2 separate regions of the Sus scrofa genome follow, and region 1 is linked to region 2. The links are chromatin contacts, called in public HiChIP or PLAC-seq maps. All regions are on one chromosome and are shown on one strand. Each heading gives the region's core, a stretch centred on a gene start, on an enhancer-like site or on the middle of the called end of the contact. The rest is flanking DNA. Distances are from core to core; before and after follow the strand shown.

What was found. HiChIP or PLAC-seq counts read pairs in DNA pulled down with a chosen protein or histone mark.
Region 1: an H3K27ac HiChIP or PLAC-seq map of skeletal muscle shows a contact between it and region 2. The contact joins the enhancer-like site here to the promoter of PCDH7 in region 2. A contact is called at or near these places in 5 of 47 Hi-C or Micro-C datasets (embryonic fibroblasts, epiblast stem cells, heart right ventricle and 2 more) and 1 of 2 datasets of contacts at active chromatin or transcription factors (skeletal muscle).

The regions. Positions count from the first base shown.
Region 1 is chr8:23,606,785-23,613,505 of Sscrofa11.1, reverse strand. All of the region lies in intron 3 of PCDH7 (protocadherin 7), which reads right to left. Among named protein-coding and RNA genes, the nearest start is that of PCDH7, 150 kb to the right of the region's middle. Within about 2 kb of position 2,910, at least 8 of the 83 cell types and tissues checked have an H3K27ac peak or open chromatin away from gene starts, as enhancers often do. A contact at or near this core is called in skeletal muscle, where this site is marked.
Region 2 is chr8:23,457,696-23,464,454 of Sscrofa11.1, reverse strand. It overlaps PCDH7 (protocadherin 7), which reads right to left and starts at 4,980. Exons shown (of 5, transcript NM_001244484.1): 1 at 4,604-4,980; 2 at 2,450-4,601; 3 at 1,806-2,447. The coding sequence starts at 4,980.

The sequences.
Region 1 (6,721 bases), core at 1,661-4,160, 150 kb before region 2:
ACACAATATCAAGTTTCTCACCATCTCCAGAACTTGAACTCCTCATAGGTGTTCTAGTATGATGGCCCCATAAATAGTCTTTAAATAAAATGGGGAAAGGCATCACCGACGTAAAGTTCACAGACATATCAACCCAAATTCAAGCAACATGTGCCATTAGCACAAAGACCACAGAGGAGCCAAATAAAACATATGGCAAGAGAACATCTAAACTATTGCTACGGGGTGAACAAAAAGTGAGTAAACTATCAGAATTTTGGCCATATAAGACATTTACAGGTACTGCAAAGTACAAAATCTAGTGATAAGACTTAGTTGAGGGCAACTGGGAAAGAGATGCAGCCCAAAGATCAACGTGATGCACAGCTGAGACAGCGCTTGAAGCAAAGTGTGAGACAAGAGGTGAGGATCCATGAGTCACAGACAGTTCTCCCTCTTACAAACAATGGCTTCCAAGTGATGCCAAAATGTGGTCTTTCCATGGGTGCAGTGGGGAAATCAACTGGTGCTATTTTTGCACTTCCCAGACGGGATAACACATGTAGAGAGCAGTTTCTGTCAAAGACAGGTCTTGAAACCTGCAACTCCACAGAGGCTATCTATGAATAGGAAGAACCTGCCCTGAGTAAAGGGAGATGAGATATTAAATGCAAAAAATTTCCAAATGAAGCATTCTATGTCTTTTCCTTTCTTTTTTAAAAAATTAAGTCAACTTGATCATTTCTGAATAGGTTAAACTTCAATTTAATAATCGGTGTGTTTTAATGTTTCCCTTGCATTGGATTGCAAACTTCTTTTTTTACTACAATGAGTCCTAAAGAGACTGCACGTTTATCGTCCTGGGGCAGGGCGGCATGCTGCTGTACCAGCTGTAGCTATGCCACCATCTTGGAACTGGCACTGTCCTTTGGAATAGTTCTGTGCTGTCTGACAGAAGGAATCCAAGATTATCATGTTGTTCTCCATCACTAGCTGGGAGGAAAAAAGGTTGGTAACATCCTTGGCTCTCCATCAATTTTGCATATTTTTAATTCACTCTTTTTCATTTTACTAATTCTTTTTCATATGAGTGAACTTTTTTTGCAGATGAAACCTCAAAAAGTGAAAAATTTCTGAGTGGACGCCACACTGTACATCAGAAAGCTAGAGTTACAGACAGAAACATCTGTCAACATATGGCGATACAGATGCATCATAATACTTCTGGGTTTGACAGCTTGGCATTGGATGCGCTCTTGAGTAAAAGAACAAATTGCTTTTGTTTTCTTGGATTCTGAAACAACAGGCCTATGCTAGGGATCAGGAATTTTCAATACTAGATCCTGGCTTTCATCAGTCACAGTTGCATAAAGATAGATGTTTTTTGTTTTCCCATCAATCAGGGGTGTATCATTTAGTTATATGGTCTAAACGCACTCAGGGAACAAAAGAAGGGAAAAACAAACTAAGCACTTGGAATTGCTGTTACCCAAACAGAAGTCTTTAAATAAGCATCATAAAATGGAAGGCACTGAAGTTTTCACATCAGTAGCTAAATCAGAATATATCCTATGTCTGTTCCCCAGGGCTCAGGAAAAGGCAGGGACAATTCAGCAAGGAACTTAAGTCAACAGTGCAATGTTTAAAATTGGAGTTTTGCAGGCTGTACCATTTTGTATGATCTTAACATGCAAATGAACTTAAATCACCATTTCTTCATCTTTAAAATAGCATTATAATAGGGATTAAACGAGGTGATGTATGTAAAACACTTAGCACCATGCCTGGCATATAGGAATTTCGCCAGAAATGGTATCTTTAAAAAGTGAATATTCATAACAGTTGGTGTCATTAACTCAAGTCCTAGTTAGTAGTGCATGAATTTTTATTTCTGTCAGGATGCATTTCTGACAGCACTACTGAAAAGTAGTGAACATGATGGATTTTACAAGACGTGTAATGATGGATAATAACTATTAATAATAATTAATGTGGCTTCAAATTTGAGCCTCTTTTAGGGAAAGGTTTTGTGACATCCTCGTATAGAAACACCAACATGATTGACAGACCTAAATTTTAACATATATTAAAAATACCATGAAATTTTTAAAGTGCATCCTAATCCAGAATTCTATGTTAGTTTCCTGAAATGAGAATTTCCTCTCTGATAAAATTCAAACAGCTCTTTTGAATAGCCCTACAATCAGACTGAAAAAATGAATGCTATTTTCCCCTCAGGTGATCCATACAGGTGACAGGGAAAAATAGGCATATTCCCCATCACCCTGTGCAGTCTGTCTTCCCCTTTCTCACAAGGAAAGCAGCAATACCAGTGAATCACCAAACCTTCTGTGGGTTCCCACCGAGTGAAAGGCACTGTGCCAGGCTCTCAGATGGATCCACGGATGTATCAAACCTTGCCTTTCCTTCCTCCAAGAAGCTTACAACTTGGATGATGAGACACAGTAGAAAAACACAAAAATATGAATGTAAAAGTTACTGGGTGTGTCATGTACTGTCTCAGAAGAGGCTATTTTCACTATTTTTGTTCAACAATTATTTTATTATCAGGCACCCTGGAGTGCATGACAAATGCTCTAGATTATCACAAAGCATACCATAAACCATACATGTTTTCTCCCTGCTGGGAGAGTATCCTTTACAAAACAGTTTCCTGGAGGGGGCCTTTGGGAAATATTAAATTGGCTCCTCACCTCCAGCCCCACCTTTATCTACCTCAACACAGCGAGGCTAATTCTACACGGAATAACCAAATCAAATCAGAACTGAAAGTTCAGACCGGCAATAATTCTCGATCTGTAGTTTGTGTTTCTGAAAAGCCACAGAGAGCTCTGATCTGTGGACCCGCACAGAAACCCTGGGCTGACAGCAATTTGATCTCATCACCTTAGGCAAACAGAGAGCTCTGCCTCGGGGACAGCGAGGAAGGGTGTTAGATAGGCATTTGCCATTTCCCCACCATGAATCAGCTTTAACTGACACTTAAGGGTAGGGTTATATGTTTTTGCTCCCCCTTCTGTCTAGCTCTATGTTCTGGGGGCGGGGGGGGACAACTAAGGCAGGTTTGTTATCCTTTCCACAAGAGCTGCATCCAGAAACTTCTTTACTAGCTGTTGGAAGGTTTCATCTGTCCTTTTCAAGCCTCATTTCTCTATAAACTATCGTCTTATTCCAATTTACCATGTAAGGATTCCAGAAAAGGAGTAAAAACCCATCAAAAAGAACAATCATTTTATTTTTGCCCAAGATACTATTTGTGGAAGGCATTTTTCCTTTTATGGCCATGGCTGGAAAGCAAATGATTACTCAGCAAAGCTGTCTAAGCAAAATAGTCATTCACTTTATTTCACAGAAATGTAACCTGAAAAGTTAGCAGCTAGAGTCAATTCGATCTCATGTTATAGCTGCCAGCCTGAAAATGCCTCTATTAAAAATGTCTGAGTCAAATAAGGGAGGCGGGAGTGTGTGACAGAAAGCATGTGGGCTGTGAGGTCAAACAGATCTCAGTTTCTTCTCGGTTTCGATCTATTACCTTAAACTCACAATGCTAATAATAATAACACTTTCTTGGGGAAGATTAGAGAATCTAATGAGATTATGTGGATTGGTTGTGCAAAAGTAAACCGTAATAAGTGAGAAGGTAATAAGTCAAAGTCAACTTCTCAAACCACACCCCATTACCAACACACAAATAAAGTGAAACTTCCTGGTAGAGCACTTCAGCATGGAAATGCCTGCTTCATTCATCTTACCAAGTAAAGCAATGAAGGTAAAGGAAGGAACTAAAAGGAGTCATGTGATTTGGAACAGAAATAGCTCAAGATTATCAGCTAATAACAGAGCTTTAAAAAGGCAAGAGTGGAGTCATACCATGTTCACTTCACAAATGGGACTTTAACTATACAGCTTCAGGGAAGAAAACAGAGGGAGACCAGGCTGTGTACAAAATTGGGTCCAGTTTTCCACTCTGGGAAGATATGCCCCCAAATGTGAGATGCTAGGAAAGGATCTGCTCTTCCCTCAGTCCTTCTAGTTCCAACCTTCCTCCCAGCATGTGAGGCTCTTTCCAAGCCAACTGTGATTCAAAGGTCAAATGCTATAGTTTTCCTACAACATACTCTGCATATGCCAACTACTTTGGCTGGTCGCTAACTTAATTACTCATCGCTAGAGAAAATGATAACTGTGCTGGAAAGATAGAAGGTATGTACATTTTTATAAGGTCTATTTAACGAGGTTTTCCTAAAAATATGATGCCACTGAGAGTCACTAAGAGCACATATAAATTATTATTTACCTTCAGTGATTGTCTCATGACCTAAATGTCCCAGCTATAAGAGCTCTGCATGATAACAAGTCGATGCTTCATATGGTGAAGAAAACCATTGCTCAGAAGCTCAAATTTCCTCTGTGAGATTCACAGAAGCATCTACCAAATGATGGTCTTGCCTCTATTTAAGATCCTTAAAGGGGAGTTCCCATCGTGGCACAGTAGAAACAAATCTGACTAGGAACCATGAGGTTGCAGGTCCGGTCACAGGCCTGGCTCAGTGGGTTAAGGATCCGTCATTGCTGTGAGCTGTGGTGTAGGTCGCAGATGCAGCTCAGATCTGGTATGGCTGTGGTATAGGCCGGCAGCTGTAGTTCCGATTAGACCCCTAGCCTGGGAACCTCCATATGCCAAGGGTGCGGGTCCTAAAAAGACAAAAGACCAAAACAAAAAAAGATCCTTAAAGGGTGGGCACTCATGACTTGCCAGGATTCCCATGTTATTTCTGGATATGTCCCCATTTGAATGTTCTAATACCGATCAGAAGTTATTTTTCCTGTAGCTTTCTATTACTGTCTTGAAAACTAGAACTTAATTCCTCCTGAACATGGCGAATTTTCAACTAGTTGAAACTAAAAAAATGAAGCCCTATAAACATCCAAATCTTCCATTCTCTGAGTCAAACATTCTAATATCTTTAACTTTTCTTTGAATGACACTTTTGCCATCCTAACTTGCTACCTCTTAAAAATGATTCCAGTTTTTTACTGAATTTTGTCACTTGCTACCTGAGATGCCTAAAAATAAGCACAACTGTCAGTTCGAAATTTTGAGAGCTTGCCAGGTAAAATCTGAAACCGGCCTCTGGACACAGAAGGAAGGAAAGACCCGTGAAGGAGGTAAATCATTCTTGATTAGAAGGTGGCAGGTTTGGGAGTTCCTGCTGTAGCGCAATGGGTTACGTGGTTTACTGTAGCAGCCTGGGTCACTACAGAGGTGCAAGTTTGATCCCCTGTCTGGTGCAGTGGGTTAAAGGATCCAGTGTTGCCACACCTGCTTGGATTCAATCCCTGACCCAGAACTTCCATACACCATGAACACAGCCATTAAGACAAACAAAAAAACAAAACAAAACAAAAAAAAAGTGACAGGTTTAATAAGAAAAGGAACTTACAGAGGAGGCTTGTCTGGGGCAGCTGCAAGATGAGTAGATCTCTGTGCCACTTGCCATGATCTTGAAAGTTTGTATAGAGAACTTCATTGGCTTCAGTCACATATACTGCCAGATGGTGTCAACAACACCTTGCTCTTTTAAGACTGAATCCTTGGACATGGCTCCTGCTGTGGGAATGGTGAGTATGAAGTACATTTCAAGGCAAGGAAGGGGGTGAGAAATCTCTGGGTGCCTGGGTCCCGCTTCGGGTCAAGCAGAGATCTCGTCCTCTGGTTGGCTTCTGACAAGAATACTACCAGTAGGTCTGACCAGTGTGGAACCATCTCTCTGCTTCTATTTCTCTTATGCTATCAACTTTTTTTTTTTTTGTCTTTTTGGGGCCACACGCAGGGCATATGAAGTTCCCAAGCTAGGGGTCTAATCAGAGATGCAGCTGCCAGCCTACACCACAGCACAACAATGCCAGATCCAAGCCACAGGGGCAGCCTAAACCACAGCTCACGACAACACCAGATCCTTAACCCACTGAGAGAGGCCAGGGATCAAACCTATGTCCTCATGGATCCTAGTCGGATTTGTTTCTGTTGAGTCACAAGGGGAACTTGTACGCCATCATCTTAATCAAGCTAAAATCACATGGGCTCATTTTGTTACAAGAGGTATCCTCAGTGCTAATTTACATTAAACTTGTACTTAATCACATGTAATTCCTAAAGATTTTTTCATACATGTCTTCAAAGTTTATCCCCCTCATTCTTTATTTGAATATTGCCTTTCAAAATAGTTTTCATTAAACAGCATCTTGTAAGAGACCACCCTTAATCCAGCCTGTAAGAACCTTTTGCACTTGTTTGCTTTTGAAATGTTTACACATTGGACCAAGCCAGGTATCCTGGTAACCAGGAATGTGGAACAGCATCTGGAGTTTCCTCAGCTGAACTTTGACAATACTAGCTTTTTCATTCACCATATAAGACAACTGTTGTGAAGAGAGTACAAAAGCACCTGATTTTTATGGACTGGCTTTATTATTTAATAAACAATCTGTCATCCATTTAAGTTTAACATAGAGTCTATAGCCTATAGATTCAGGAATGAAAAATAAATAAATAAACCTCAGTTTTTTCCTTAGTCGACTAAGCTGGCTCCCTTGACAACATGGTGTGTACTCATGAATGCGTGTGTGTTTTCCAGTAATTGGTTTTTCTAATACAAAATTTAAAGAACTTTCTCATAGTAATTGTTTACTAACTTTGAGTCTACAACTTGCTTTTTTT
Region 2 (6,759 bases), core at 3,731-6,230:
CCAGTCAAAAGTTTAATATTACACAATTTAGAATGCAAATGCCAGTCAGCTACAGGACCAAAAAGTCCTATTAGGATGACAAAAGAGAAGTAAATATTCTGCAGAAAGATCTCTTCACATGCTTTTGCATAACAAATCACCATTTTCTAAAGAAATTTCTACAGATCTTAATTTATTTGGGGGTGTTATTATTATTAACCTTATAAAAGTGCTATTATATTTAACTGGAATCGTCCTTGTTTACAAAACTGATAAAAGCACCAAAAGCAGAACAAAACTCTGCTTCTAATTCCAGGTAAAGAAAGAACACAACAGATATCCTCTCCACTTGCCATAATTTCAGGAACAATTCAGACTCATGTGCATGAAGAGACATCTTTTCAAAAGTCATGTAAAGCAATGTATTTCAAACCTGTGTTTTTTTGGATTGCTTTGATGATTGGATAGAAAAGCATACTGTTTGCTTCTTATCCAAATAGCTACAGTACAGTAGTATATATCAAAAACATTAGTTTAGGAAGCTGATTTTTTAAATCATGAAAATAAGAAATTAATCTTTATCACTGTTCTATAATAGCTTTAATGAGCCCATCAATAACATCTTTAATGAGGCTATACAATAACTTTTCCCTTTGCCTTAATTATTCTCAGATCACACCTTCCATATGCGAAGCATATTTAATAGAAAAACTATTATTGGATATTACTTGACAGACATAAATGTGTTTCTTGAGATGTTCTGGTGGTAAGAAATATATGATGTTTTACTATTAGAGTTGCTACAAGCTTTACACACCGCAGTTTCCAAAAGGTTTTATTTGTTGTGAGTCAAAATTTGGTGGGTATGAAAAGTAAACTTTGTGAGTTACATACATGTGTGTGTGGGGGGGGTGCATATATCTGCACACACACATCATACAAGCAAAACTTTCAAAATTGATTTTATATTTTCTGAAGTTCACCTCTGAATATTTTTTATTGTTTTCAAATTTCCCTAAGAAACAACAGTGTCAAATATTCCATAAAACCTTTACAGTCGCAGTATATTACAATGTACACCAAAATATTCTTGTACACACTGCATCAAAAATGAATTTTTGTTGCTTGGCTTAAATAATAACTGTATCCATTCAATTTACTTTGCTTATGAACTTTTAATACTCAATACAAATGGCAGAAGTGCTGATTGCATATCCTCATAGAAGCCTAACTGTATTGATACTGAAATATTAAAAATTCAGTTTTGCATATTTGAATATCATTAACTATGGTAAACTCAGCATTTCTGTCAAAGTAGTCAGTATTTCAGTATCTCAGACTTGGTATTTCATTTGCATGAATCAGCACCTGTTTATCTGTAACATCCTGCATAATGCAGAACAGATAAAACTTTTGTAGTGCCCAATTTGCATAGACAGCAGTAGTAACTTCAGAAATTTTGTCTCTGGATGCAATTATCCACTTAGTAGCACAAAAGAAAATAATTTCAGGTTAAAACTAGCCATCCAAACAATACAGACATATTTATCTGGAAACAGAAAATGTAGGATGAATTAGGATTGCCAAGTACAAAGAGAAGTGCAAAACACTGCCTGCAGTGTTTTCTGCAGTAGCTTGGTAAACTCTAATGTGCAAAATACAGGGGTGTACATTTTATAAACAGTCTCTACTAAATAAATAATGTGTAAATTACATCAACACTAAATCCCAGCTATTAAATTTTAACTAATAGCTTTAACAGATAAGACAAAACTTTGCAGAAAATGCTGTCTCAGATATTTAAATATATTTGGGATGTATCTTACCTGTTTGCTGTACTTGTTATTGGTTTGACAGCTGTACTCAGAGCAGTGATCTGACCCAATTGAAATGTTGTCTCCTGCTCCCACAAACGTGTTAGCTGGTGGTAGATCTTGTACGGCCTGGTGTTTTTTTCCTGCTGTTGGTGATTGGGGGTGAAGCTGGACAGTAGGCAATGGGGAGCTGGATTTGTAATGCCTGGCCAGGTCAGGACTGCCAGGCCCACCGTTAACTGATCGGTATCGGCCCATGCTTGGGCTGTCTGACAGCTTCTCATTGACGCTATCATACCTCTGTCCATTTGGTTTAGAAGCTTCTACAGTGACAATGCTGCTGTAGAGAGGCTGCTTAGATTTTTTGTTTTTCTTGTCCTTTTTAGGCTTTTTAGATTTGTCATGTTGCTGGGGTGTAAAAAAGTCTTCATGATCTTTTTTGCCGGCTTCATAGCCATTTTTATTTTTGGACCGGCAATACCTGGCCATCACTACAATTAAGATGATTAGAATCACTGTCATAATTCCAGCAACCACCCCAATGACAATACTGAGTCTTTGCTTGCTAATTTCATAGCTTGGGTCACCAGCTATATCCTGGGTGAGGGGGGTGTGCAAACTTCTGGCTATCTGGGAGTCGATCACTGTTGCATTGAAACACTTTCATTGACAAACACATGCACCAGAGTTGTGGTGGACTGGGAAGGCTGCCCACTGTCATTCACTTGCACCACCAACCTGTGCAAGCCATAATGCTTTTGTGTGAGTTTTCCCACTAAGGAAACCACACCACTGGTGGGATCAATCTCAAACAGCTTGAAGGGATTGCCTCCCACAATGCTGTAGTTCAGGTCTGCATTGATGCCATCATCACTGTCTGTTGCTAACACCGTAGCTACTACTGTCCTGACATTACTTGAAGGTGGCAGTAAAGTGTAGGAAATGTTTCTGGGAAGGGTAACTGTGGGAGCATTGTCATTCTCATCCATCACAAAGAGAGAGACTGTGGCTGTGGCAGATCTGGGAGGATCTCCTCCATCCACAGCCTTGACTCTGAATGTGTAAGTGGTCTGATGTTCCCGGTCAAAAGACATTGTGGAGTAAATGGTCCCCGTGTCATTTTCAATGGAAAAAATGTTACTGTTCTCCTCTATGTACAGGCTCATCTCTGCATTGCGCCCCTTGTCAGCATCCATCACCGTGACCATTCCCACGGGGCTGTTGGGCTGCAAGTTTTCTTTCACGTAAAAGGTAAAGATGTCCTGCATAAACTTAGGATCGTTGTCATTCTTGTCAGCCACCTGCACAATCACTGTGGTGCTGCCCTGTAGCACTGGGATGCCTTTGTCTTTGGCGTTAACTTTAAACTCATACCTGTCAGTCTGCTCGCGGTCCAGCACGGTATTGACGAGGATGTCCCCTGAATCGGGATCGATGGCGAAGATCCCCATCACAGAAGAGTCCAGCGAGTAGGCGATTTCAGCGTTTTTCCCGCTGTCTGCGTCTGTCGCCAGCACGGTGGCTACCCTCTCTCCAGGGATGTTGTTCTCAGGAAAGTAAACCTCCACTACCGACTGCCCAAAGACGGGCGGGTTGTCATTGGTGTCCCCCACCTTGACAATCAGGGAGTTGTTGCTGGAGAGGCTGGGGCTGCCTGAGTCCACCGCCACTATGACTACGTTGTACTCCCGGGTGGTCTCATAGTCCAAAGGGGCCGAGGTGTGCAGGAAGTACTTTTTCTTGTTCTGGTCGCCCTCTGTGTCACTGGCTGGCTTGAGCTGGAAGGGCACGTCGCCCACTACAGTGCAGGTGACCACTCCGTTCTCGCCTTGGTCTCGGTCGGACACCTGCACCAGGGCAATGGGAGTGTCGACTAGAACGTCCTCTGCCACATTGGCCACCCCGTCCTTGAGTGGGATACGACCGATCTTGCGGATTTCAATGGACGGCACATTGTCGTTCTCGTCCTTGATATTAAGGACCACCGTGGCCTTGTCGGTCTTGGGGGGCTGCCCACGATCGCGGGCCATGACGGTGAAGCGCAGCTGGTTCACCTCCTCGCGGTCGATACGGTGCAGGACACTGAGCCAGCCGGACGTCTCGTCGAGGCGCAGTAACCGCCGCACAGACTCGGTAGCCGCCCCGAAAACGTACTCTATCTGCCCGTTGACCCCCACGTCCAAGTCGGCGGCACGCAGCTGCAGGATGGGGGTCCCCGGGGCGCTGTTCTCTGCCAGGTCAGCCTCATACACGCTCTTCTCAAAGCGGGGGCTGTTGTCGTTCACGTCGGTGATAAGCACCCGCAGGATGGCCTGAGAGGATCGAGGCGGGTCGCCGCCGTCGCGCACCCGCAGGGTCAACTCATAGGAGTCGCGCTGTTCGCGGTCCAGCGCCCCCTTCACAATTAGCTGCGGCTGCTTTTCGCCATCCGGGGTGTCGGCCACCTGCAGTTCGAACACACTGCTGCGGCCGCCCGGGTTGGTCCCGCCGCCGCCTTCTGGCGCGTCCAGCCGCCTCTTGGAGCCTCCAGGGCCGCCACCGCTCGCGCCGTTCCCGCCGCCCCCGGGGTAGGGGGCGCTGTCGGCAGGCCCGGCGCGCCGGCCTTCGCCGCCGCCGCCACCGCCGCCCCCGGGCTCCTGGAGCAGCTCGTAGCGCTCGATGCCGTTTCGGCCGAAGTCACGGTCGGTGGCGGTGGGCAGCAGGTAGAGAGTGCCCACCGGCCGGTTCTCCTCCACCGTGAGCGTGAGCACGGGAGACGGGAAGGTGGGCGTGTTGTCGTTGATGTCGAGCACGATGACCCGACCTTCGAAAGGTCCACCCAGCTCTGCGAGGGCCCGATCACCGACACCTCGAAGTCCAGAAAGCACTCGTTTTCGTCGAAGATCATCTGACACTGGGGCAGCTTCTCGCGGTCAATGCGTCGCTCGCTTGTACTAAGCTCGCCGGTGAGGTTGTCGATCTTCAGGTACTCCGAGCCCGACTCGAGGCTGAAAGTCACCTCACCGGAGCCGGTCACGATGCCCAAGTCTGAGGCGACGTTGCCGATGCGGACGTCTGCTGGGCCCTCCTCGGCCAGTCGGTACCGGAGGAGTTGCTTGGCGGCCGCCAGGCTGAGCGAGAGCGGCAAAAGGAGACAGCAGCCCAGGCACCAGGCGCGCGCCCATCCCATGGTCCGCATCCTCAGCATCTTCTCCTGCTGCTGCTGCTACTGCTCCTTCTAATCACGGCCCCCTCGGCGCCCCCCTTCTCCGAGGCCAGTCGCCTGCCCTCCTCCCAGTCCTCTCCCCTCTCCGAGAAGGGAAGAAGCGAGAGGGAGAGGTGGGAGGGGGCAAGAGCAGCGTCCAAAGTCGGCCAGGGGAGACCAGCGTTAGATTCTTCTTTTTTTCCCTCCTGCTTCTTCCGAAAGTTATTGTTTCATAATTCATGCAATGGGTGCTAATCGCCCGCTCGCCAGCCGCCGTTCAGTTGCAGTACTCACAGTTCACGGGACACTGCGCGCCGCGAGCTCGGCGCCCCCCCAGAGTCATCCCCGCAACGGGCAGAGGATCCCGGACTCCCGTCCCTGCTGTGTCGGATGGGGCCGGAACCGCTCCGGCACGCGGGCAGTGGAGCCGGGAAGCGGCGGGGAGCGAGTCTGCAGCCTCCCCCGCCTGCCAACCCCGCTCGTCTTTGCTGCTGCTACTCGAGTTGACTCCAATTCACGTTCCAGCCACTCACTCCAGACCAAGCTTCTGCTCCGGCTGCCCAGGCAAACGTGAGTCGCTTCCTGCACGAGGTGCTAGGGCCAGCAACAAGCCAGTCTCAACTCCGACTCCGCTCAGGCAGCGGGAGAGCCAGTCAACAGATCGAGAATGAAAAATCCCGGCAGGTCGCTTCGGGCACGGTGCAGTGGAGACCACTCGCGTCACACAGCGGTCCGCGTCCGGGTTCCCCCCGCGCGCGAAAGAGCAGTCCAAGCCATCTTCAGAGACGCCCAGAGAGTCAGTCCCTTTTCACCCACGAGAGCTCGGGTTTCTTTTTTTTTCTTAACTACTCTGCGCAAGGTCATTAGTCACGAAGCCGCCGCCTGAAACCGCAGCAGCCTTTCGCCCGCGGGGTTGAAGGCTGAGCCGTGCGCACCGTGCGGTGCCCAAGTTTGGGTTCGCAGCCGCAGAGTCCGTGCCTTTCCTCACCTGCATTCGGCCCGCATGTCAGAGCACTGGGATCTGCAGCGCTGTGCGCGATTCAGGGAGGAGATTGCAGCCTCTCTCTCTCCGCGCTCTCTCTCGATCCCTCCCCTCCCTCCCTCTCCTCTCTCCTCCTCCTCTCTCCTCCCTCCTCTCCTTTCCCCTTTCCCCTTCTCCCACTCCTCTCTCCTGCACGCTCTCTCTTCGTCCTCCCAGTCCCAACGCTAGCAACTCGAGCTGAACTTGATCCCTTTGCAGTTCAAAGGTGAGCAAACCAGGCTCGGTGCGCAGGCGACTTTCGCCTGGTGGAAGCCCCCGGCCGGGCTCCCCCAACGGCAATTAACAAAGATGCCCAATTCTGTCCGGATTTCCGAAGAAAAGCAAAAGGCATGGGGGCGGGGGGGGGGAGTCAGAGACAGCTGCCAAGTAGCTTAAAAAAAAAAAAAATCCAGTTTGCCAAGGGGAGAAAAAGTGCCAGTCGGTTGTTGCCTCGGAAGTGCCCTGGCACGGCTGGTGAATTCCGCAGTTGTCTCGTCCCCTTTCGTGTCTGGGAGAGTCTGGTGCGGGCGCTCCAGCCGTCTCTTTGACTGCCGCGACTCAAAGGCGCTGAATGGCAAGCGGGAACCTCCCGCTCGCGAGCCGCCAGCCGGAAACCCGCAAGTTTGCCCAAAGTGATGGTTGCTGCTGGGAGCTCACTGCCTCGCTCTCGGCTCAAGCTAGTCCCTGACGCTGCTGTAGCGGCGGCGGCGGCGGCGGTAGCAGCGGAGCCTCGGAAACTACACACTCGCAGAGAAGGAGGG